2 separate regions of the Sus scrofa genome follow, and region 2 is linked to region 1. A link is a contact called in public HiChIP or PLAC-seq data. All regions are on one chromosome and are shown on one strand. Each heading gives the region's core, a stretch centred on a gene start, on an enhancer-like site or on the middle of the called end of the contact. The rest is flanking DNA. Distances are from core to core; before and after follow the strand shown. Region 1 has its middle 130 kb from the start of KLF4. Region 2 has its middle 240 kb from the start of TRNAE-UUC.

What was found. HiChIP or PLAC-seq counts read pairs in DNA pulled down with a chosen protein or histone mark.
Region 2: an H3K27ac HiChIP or PLAC-seq map of skeletal muscle shows a contact between it and region 1, with 4 times the contacts expected there. The contact joins two enhancer-like sites. A contact is called at or near these places in 2 of 47 Hi-C or Micro-C datasets (embryonic fibroblasts and epiblast stem cells) and 1 of 2 datasets of contacts at active chromatin or transcription factors (skeletal muscle).

What each region holds. Positions count from the first base shown.
Region 1 is chr1:248,740,445-248,743,391 of Sscrofa11.1, reverse strand. No RefSeq gene overlaps it. Among named protein-coding and RNA genes, the nearest start is that of KLF4, 130 kb to the right of the region's middle. Within about 2 kb of position 1,666, at least 56 of the 83 cell types and tissues checked have an H3K27ac peak or open chromatin away from gene starts, as enhancers often do. A contact at or near this core is called in skeletal muscle, where this site is marked.
Region 2 is chr1:249,290,420-249,293,381 of Sscrofa11.1, reverse strand. No RefSeq gene overlaps it. Among named protein-coding and RNA genes, the nearest start is that of TRNAE-UUC, 240 kb to the left of the region's middle. Within about 2 kb of position 1,706, at least 29 of the 83 cell types and tissues checked have an H3K27ac peak or open chromatin away from gene starts, as enhancers often do. A contact at or near this core is called in skeletal muscle, where this site is marked.

The sequences.
Region 1 (2,947 bases), core at 417-2,916:
AAGTACACTTGGCTTAAATTACAGCAGCTCAGGAGTGTCAAGCTTTGGGGGGGGGGAGGGGGCTAAATCACCCCAAGATTTATGAGTATGTGGGGAATGGGTTCGGGTTGAGGGACATTGTTCTCACATGAGCAGCTGTGAGGGGAACCCAAGTCTTTGGAACCTGTCCAATTCCTCCGAGGGCATACAGGCTCGACCTTGATGTGACCTTTTACTGGGTCTTAGAAAGAGATGGAAAAAGCCTGCCCTCCCAGGAGAGGTGACAGAGCAATTAATAAGGCAGAGTCTAAAGCTTCAGAAATGCAAGGATCCAGGTGCTGAATTCATCTGTTCTAAAGATGAAAAAACAGAAAATCCTCTTTTGGTTCCTATTTGGGTAAAGTTGGACATAAATCATTCTTTGAAAAGGTGTCCGTGGGTGCCTTTGGTTGGAGGGGCTCAAGCCCTTTCCAAACATTGCCTCATTAATCCTGGCAAACACCAGGAGAGAAAGCCTGGATAGGCGGCACCTTTTGTGTCACTGAACAGATGAGACCTGGCCTCAAACTTAAAGACACAGGCAGGTTCCAGGTGGACTAGGACAAGGCCCTGCTGGCTGGTGTTAGCTATGCGTGAGTTGTGGGGAAGGGGAGTGAGGAATGAGTGTGTGTGTGTGTGTGTGTGTGTGTGTGTGTGTGTACTCTCTGTGTGCTTTTAGTTTTCCTAATTGTCTCAAACCAGGAAAAGAAAATGAGGCCGCAGCCCTGGAGGCTGGGTGACATGTTATGAGGAAGTCTTATCTTCTTTGAAAATGCCAGATTTTGGCAAAGATTGAATCCCCTTTTCTTGGCAAGCTTGTCCTTGGTAAATGCTTCCTGTTTATTTCAGCCCCTCCACATGCGTGGACATTACTGCAACGGTGCAGTTCTAACCTGAAAAGCGGAATCAGGAAGGGGACTGGGAGGAAGAAAGAGCAAACTCCAACAAGGGATGCTGGAAGTGTCATTTGCTGCCTTGGGATTGATGTGGGTGTTGAGTCCGGTTTGGTATTTCAAAGTCAAGGAAAGATCTAAAAGTACCAGTGCCTTAGAAATGTAAAATACTTGATACGGTCGCTCCTTTTCCTTCTTTGTGAAAAGGAAAAAGAAATAAAAGAGAAAGAGATCGAAGAAAGAAAAAAAGAAGAAAGGACAGAAAGAAAAGGAAAAGGAAAAGAAAAAGGAAAGGGGAAAAGCGAGGCAGAGGCGATGGCGAGCGCAGAATCGCGGGATCCCGGCTCCCTACCCGGGAGAGCGGAACACTTTCCTCCGCGGCCGCGGGCTCGGAGCTTTTAAGGGTTTCTAATCCTGGAAGGCTGTCTGACATCACCCCGTTTCTTGTCGGCTGATGTTTCGTACAAGCCTCTCATTTCCTCAGTGTTTTCAGAGCACCAATTACTGCAACAATCTCGTGTTTATGTTTGCTCTCTCTCCTGCCTCGCTGGCCCTACGCCTGGAGCCTTTGCCGCTTTCCGACGCGGGGAGCCCAAGGGGGCTGGGTGGGGGGGAGCGGGAGGGGGGAACCTGGATCGGGCACTGCAGAAAAAGGGAGGGGTCCCCCTTAATTTTTTTTCATTGACTTCAGCACCATGTGATCAGGAAGTCTGGCCTCCCTCCATTTCCCCTCCCGACTAAAGGGAAACATTGTGTAGCAGCCGCCGCGGCCACTGGTGGGATGGTCTTCGCCGCCTGACGTAGGGAGATAAAAATAACCGGCATATTTAAGGCCTGAGCAGGAATCCCGGCGCTCACACGCGGCCTGGTCAGTTCCCGAGGCCGGCTGGGCGCGGGGCCTGCGGGGAGGCCCGCGCGCTCCTGCGCGCACCGGAGCGTCGCGAGGGCCAGCGCCGGCGACCTGGGGACCCGGGCCCACCACCCAGGCCAGCCGAGCCTCGCGGAGCCCCGGAGAAGCCGGCAAGAGCAGCCTGGCTCGAGCGCGCTGGGCTGGGCATGGGTTCTGGGTCCTGCCTCCCTGGAGACGGGAAGGAAGGATGCTGTGGCAGAAGGAGGGTGGCGGGGAGCCCGAGGGCACACACAAGCTGCCGCTAAAAAAGCCTGCCTGTCCTACACACCATGGTACCCACTCTTTCTCGTCAAATCCCCCCTCTCCAGCCCCTTGAAATGCTGGAACTGCATCCTGCAAAGCAGGCCTGGGAACAAACAAGAATCAGCCTCCTACACTCCAAAATGGGACAAATCCTTGCAATGTCCAGCAATTTCAGAGGCGAATACAGACTTCCTAGAAGCATGCTATCCAGCCACGCTACAGATTTCCTCAGAACTCCTCACCACTGCCCTCACCTCTGACCTGTCCAGGGACCAGCAAAATAGAAAAGGAGGAAGTGCCCCCCTCGATGAGCCCACGTCCCTGTCTCAGCAGCACAGACACGGTGAACAGTACATGACCCTGTCTGCCATCCCACTGTTTCCTCTTGCGTGCATTCATTTAAACCTCACCAGGGAGGTTCCATGACCCCTATTTTACATGAAAGGAAACTGAGGCTCGGGAGACATGGAATGGTTGCCCAGTGCACGCATGGGCATTGCTTCCCTGAGCCTTAGTCGCCTCCCTTGACTGCATTCACACAGCAGCATGGATGTATCATTCTGGAAACCACCTTTCTTCTGTGCCTCCTACCCCCTAAATAAAATGAATACCAAGCAAAACAGTGGTGGTGAGCTTTCCTGCTGATCTGTGAAATAACAGTTCTGCCCTTGCTCTGGGCCACAGAGAAGTTTTGATTTCAATTAATAATGGGAAATCTCCCAGCCTTCTGATGTCTAAAGGAGCAAGATATTTCAAGATTTCTGGCAGAGTTTTTCACCTGAGCCCAACGTGCTGATGAAAGATGAAATGACACCCTTAATTGTTTTGGCATTGCAGAGATAACGCAAAGCTATTATCTGGGTGGAAAAGGCAAAGATGTTTC
Region 2 (2,962 bases), core at 457-2,956, 550 kb before region 1:
CTGGACTCTGGGAGGGAATGTATTACGAACATGCAGAGCAGCAGCACTGGGGTGCTTCCTAAGTTGTTATAACATTGACAGAAGAGAACACCCTTGTGCATTTTCTCTTGAGAAGGGCTCAGGTGAGAGCCAAAGAGAGGATCTTTGAGAGGAATGCAGGCTTTTTCAAGCTCCCCCAGATATCTGTTTCATTTGAGGGTTGATTGCCTGGCTTGGGGAAGTGACTTAAAATTAGCTTGGATTTGGGTGAGACTCTCTAGGAGATAACATGGCCCAGAGCTGCAACATCGAGGACAACTTCATCAGCATTTATAGTATATCCGAGGAGAGTCACAACAAACAAATCATCCCCAGGACAACAGGAGAGTGGAGGCGGGACACAAGTCCACACAGTGAGAATTACTTGTGGAAAAACGCTGCTCATCCAATGCCAAGTTCTGCTCACGCACTTATAAGGATGTCAGTACCGTGGCCCAAGCTGGAGCCAGCTGCAAAAGCCATCTGGATTTAAAAGTCCTGAGACTCAACCCTCACGGCTGTCAGGGAAACTGAGGCCCAGGGAGGGACAGGGATAAGCTTCCATTCAGACCCCAAAGGACTGGCTCATTCAGGACTGGAATTTAGCCCTGTCACCAGACTGTCATTCTAGATAGTTAATACTAGAATTTAAGAACAGAAATTCGAGAGAATTTCCAAGTTTGCAGAAAAGCCATTGATTGTACCAGCTTCTGTGTTTGTGCCCGTGTCAGTAATAGCAGCATCTACAATGCGGTTCAATGGACATTTTTTTTTTTTTCTCCCTCAACCTGGTCATTTCGTATCTGACTCAGGGAGTGCCCTGTGGAAGTTTATGTGGCCACAGTGTCAATCAGATCCAAGAGAAGTGTTCTCAGTCAGCAAAGGTGGTCACTGTAGATAGAAGAACTAAAATCCTGATCCATGTTCCTTAGATCTAGTGAGAGTGACTGCTTGTAGCTTGTGTATGGAGGTCTGTGGTTTGTAGATCTGTGGCTAAAGGTTTCTGCCTACCCTCTGTGAATCACTAAATTCCAAAAGAGATTGAATATGATTGGTCAGAGCAGTGGTTGCTGGTAAACCAGCTCTCTAGAGGATGGAAGGGAAGCCTGATCTGTTGTATTTGCCAATATCTGTGGCGTAAATACTGTCATCATGGCTGATTTCAAGCTGTCAATGGTTTAAAAAACGACCTCACAGAATTCCTGAAAATTTAACGATCGGTTCTCATGGGCCTGTTCCGGCTGTCTCCCGCAAGCCTCTACAGCTCTCCCAAACAAGTGGATTGGGGGGGCGGGGCTGGGGAGAATAGTGGTGGATCCTGTTTAGTTCTCTGAGGTCAGACCTCACCTAAGAGGGTGTGTCTAGTTTCAAATCCTAGATTATAAGAGGAGCATTGACAAATTGAAAGTCGTTCAGAGGGTTGAGCAAGAAACAATCTCATCTAGAAAAAGCTGTTGGGAGGGAAAACTATTGCTGGGATGAGAATCGAAAAGAAGAAAAACAGTATTCTGGTCATTGTTTCCAGATCTCTGTGAGGCTGTGACTTCTTGTCCTGGGGATGAGGAGAGCTGTTCATAATTGGGAAGCTGATTTGAGCTCATCATAAAAACTTTTGGATAAAGCTGCTCAAAGAAAGGCAGGGTTACTGGAGCTTCAGCACCCGAAGTATGAAAGATGTGGGGCAACCACTAGGTGGGGCTGTAGCAGTGAGGACTCCAGCGCCCCTTCTAGTCCCTGGGAGCCCATCATGCCATGGAGTTGTCTTCCTTCTCCCATTTATTTAGTTTCATCCTCTTACTTTTTGTTCCATTTTTCTTTTTCTTTTCCCTTGGCTCACTTTCTTTGTTGTCTTTGGCTTACTTCCTTGATAAAGCTCCCTTGGACAGTGACCCCTACATCTTTCTGAAGAGAGAAGGCTAAGCCCCTGAGCTTTTTCCCGACCTTTTACATCCTAGGAAGAAAGTACAAGCCCTCCTTTCCCCTCATTTTTCTTTGCTTTCTTTTCTTTCTTTCAACATTCTCTGCTCCACATTTGTGATTGAAGAAGGGCAAATAAACAAATTGAAACTGAAACTGTGTGCTGGCCATAAAGTGAGGACATCTGGGAGGCTTGCAAGGAAATTTACATGCTTGTCGGGTTTCTGGTTACATATTTTGTGTTGCCTAGTAACGAACCCCACAGTTTCCTTTCATGCTTTATTCTCCCTATCCCTTGTTTATAGTGTAATTACCACTGTGACATCATAATCCCCCATTGAACAGCTGTCAGGGGGGCCCAACTGCTGAGTAAACAGGGCTTTACAATCTCTCCTCCCACAGGCTGGTTTACTAAATAGATCAATATTTGGTTTGTAGGCACAGGGATTAGGAGGTGGAAGTGTCTTTTGAAAAAGCCCTCTCTCTTCCCAGGACCTCCAGCGCACCTGAGAATGCTGGAAAGAAAAGCCAGGTTCATGGATAATAAAAGAATCACGGAGCTACTTTCACCTGCCTGTGATTTCCCAAGGAGCAACTTGTCTGTAAGAAGTGAGACCTCTTTGAGAATTAGTAATACCTTAGGTTCTTTCTTCTAAAGCTTAGACAATTCTACTTTCTTCCTCCCTCTCTCTGCCTCCCCCTTAGCTCTCCTTTCTCTGTCCTCAATCACATTTGAATTAATCTTTCTAAATGGATGTTATAGCCTCAGGGACTAAAAGAATGACATGTAGATAAACAGGAACTAAGCTCCTGAAGATCTCTCTCTAACCAACCCCCCCACCACCACCGTTCTCTCCACCCTGCTCCAGGATTAGAAGCTCCACAAAGAAAGCAGCCTCTGAGGTTTCTTTGTCAAACTAGAGATTCCTGGTTGAGAGTTTTGGAAAGAATGATTTAGATGTTTCCTCTCTGGGTCAGGAAATTGTGACTCAAACACACATAGGAGAAAGAACTTGGGAGTACTGGC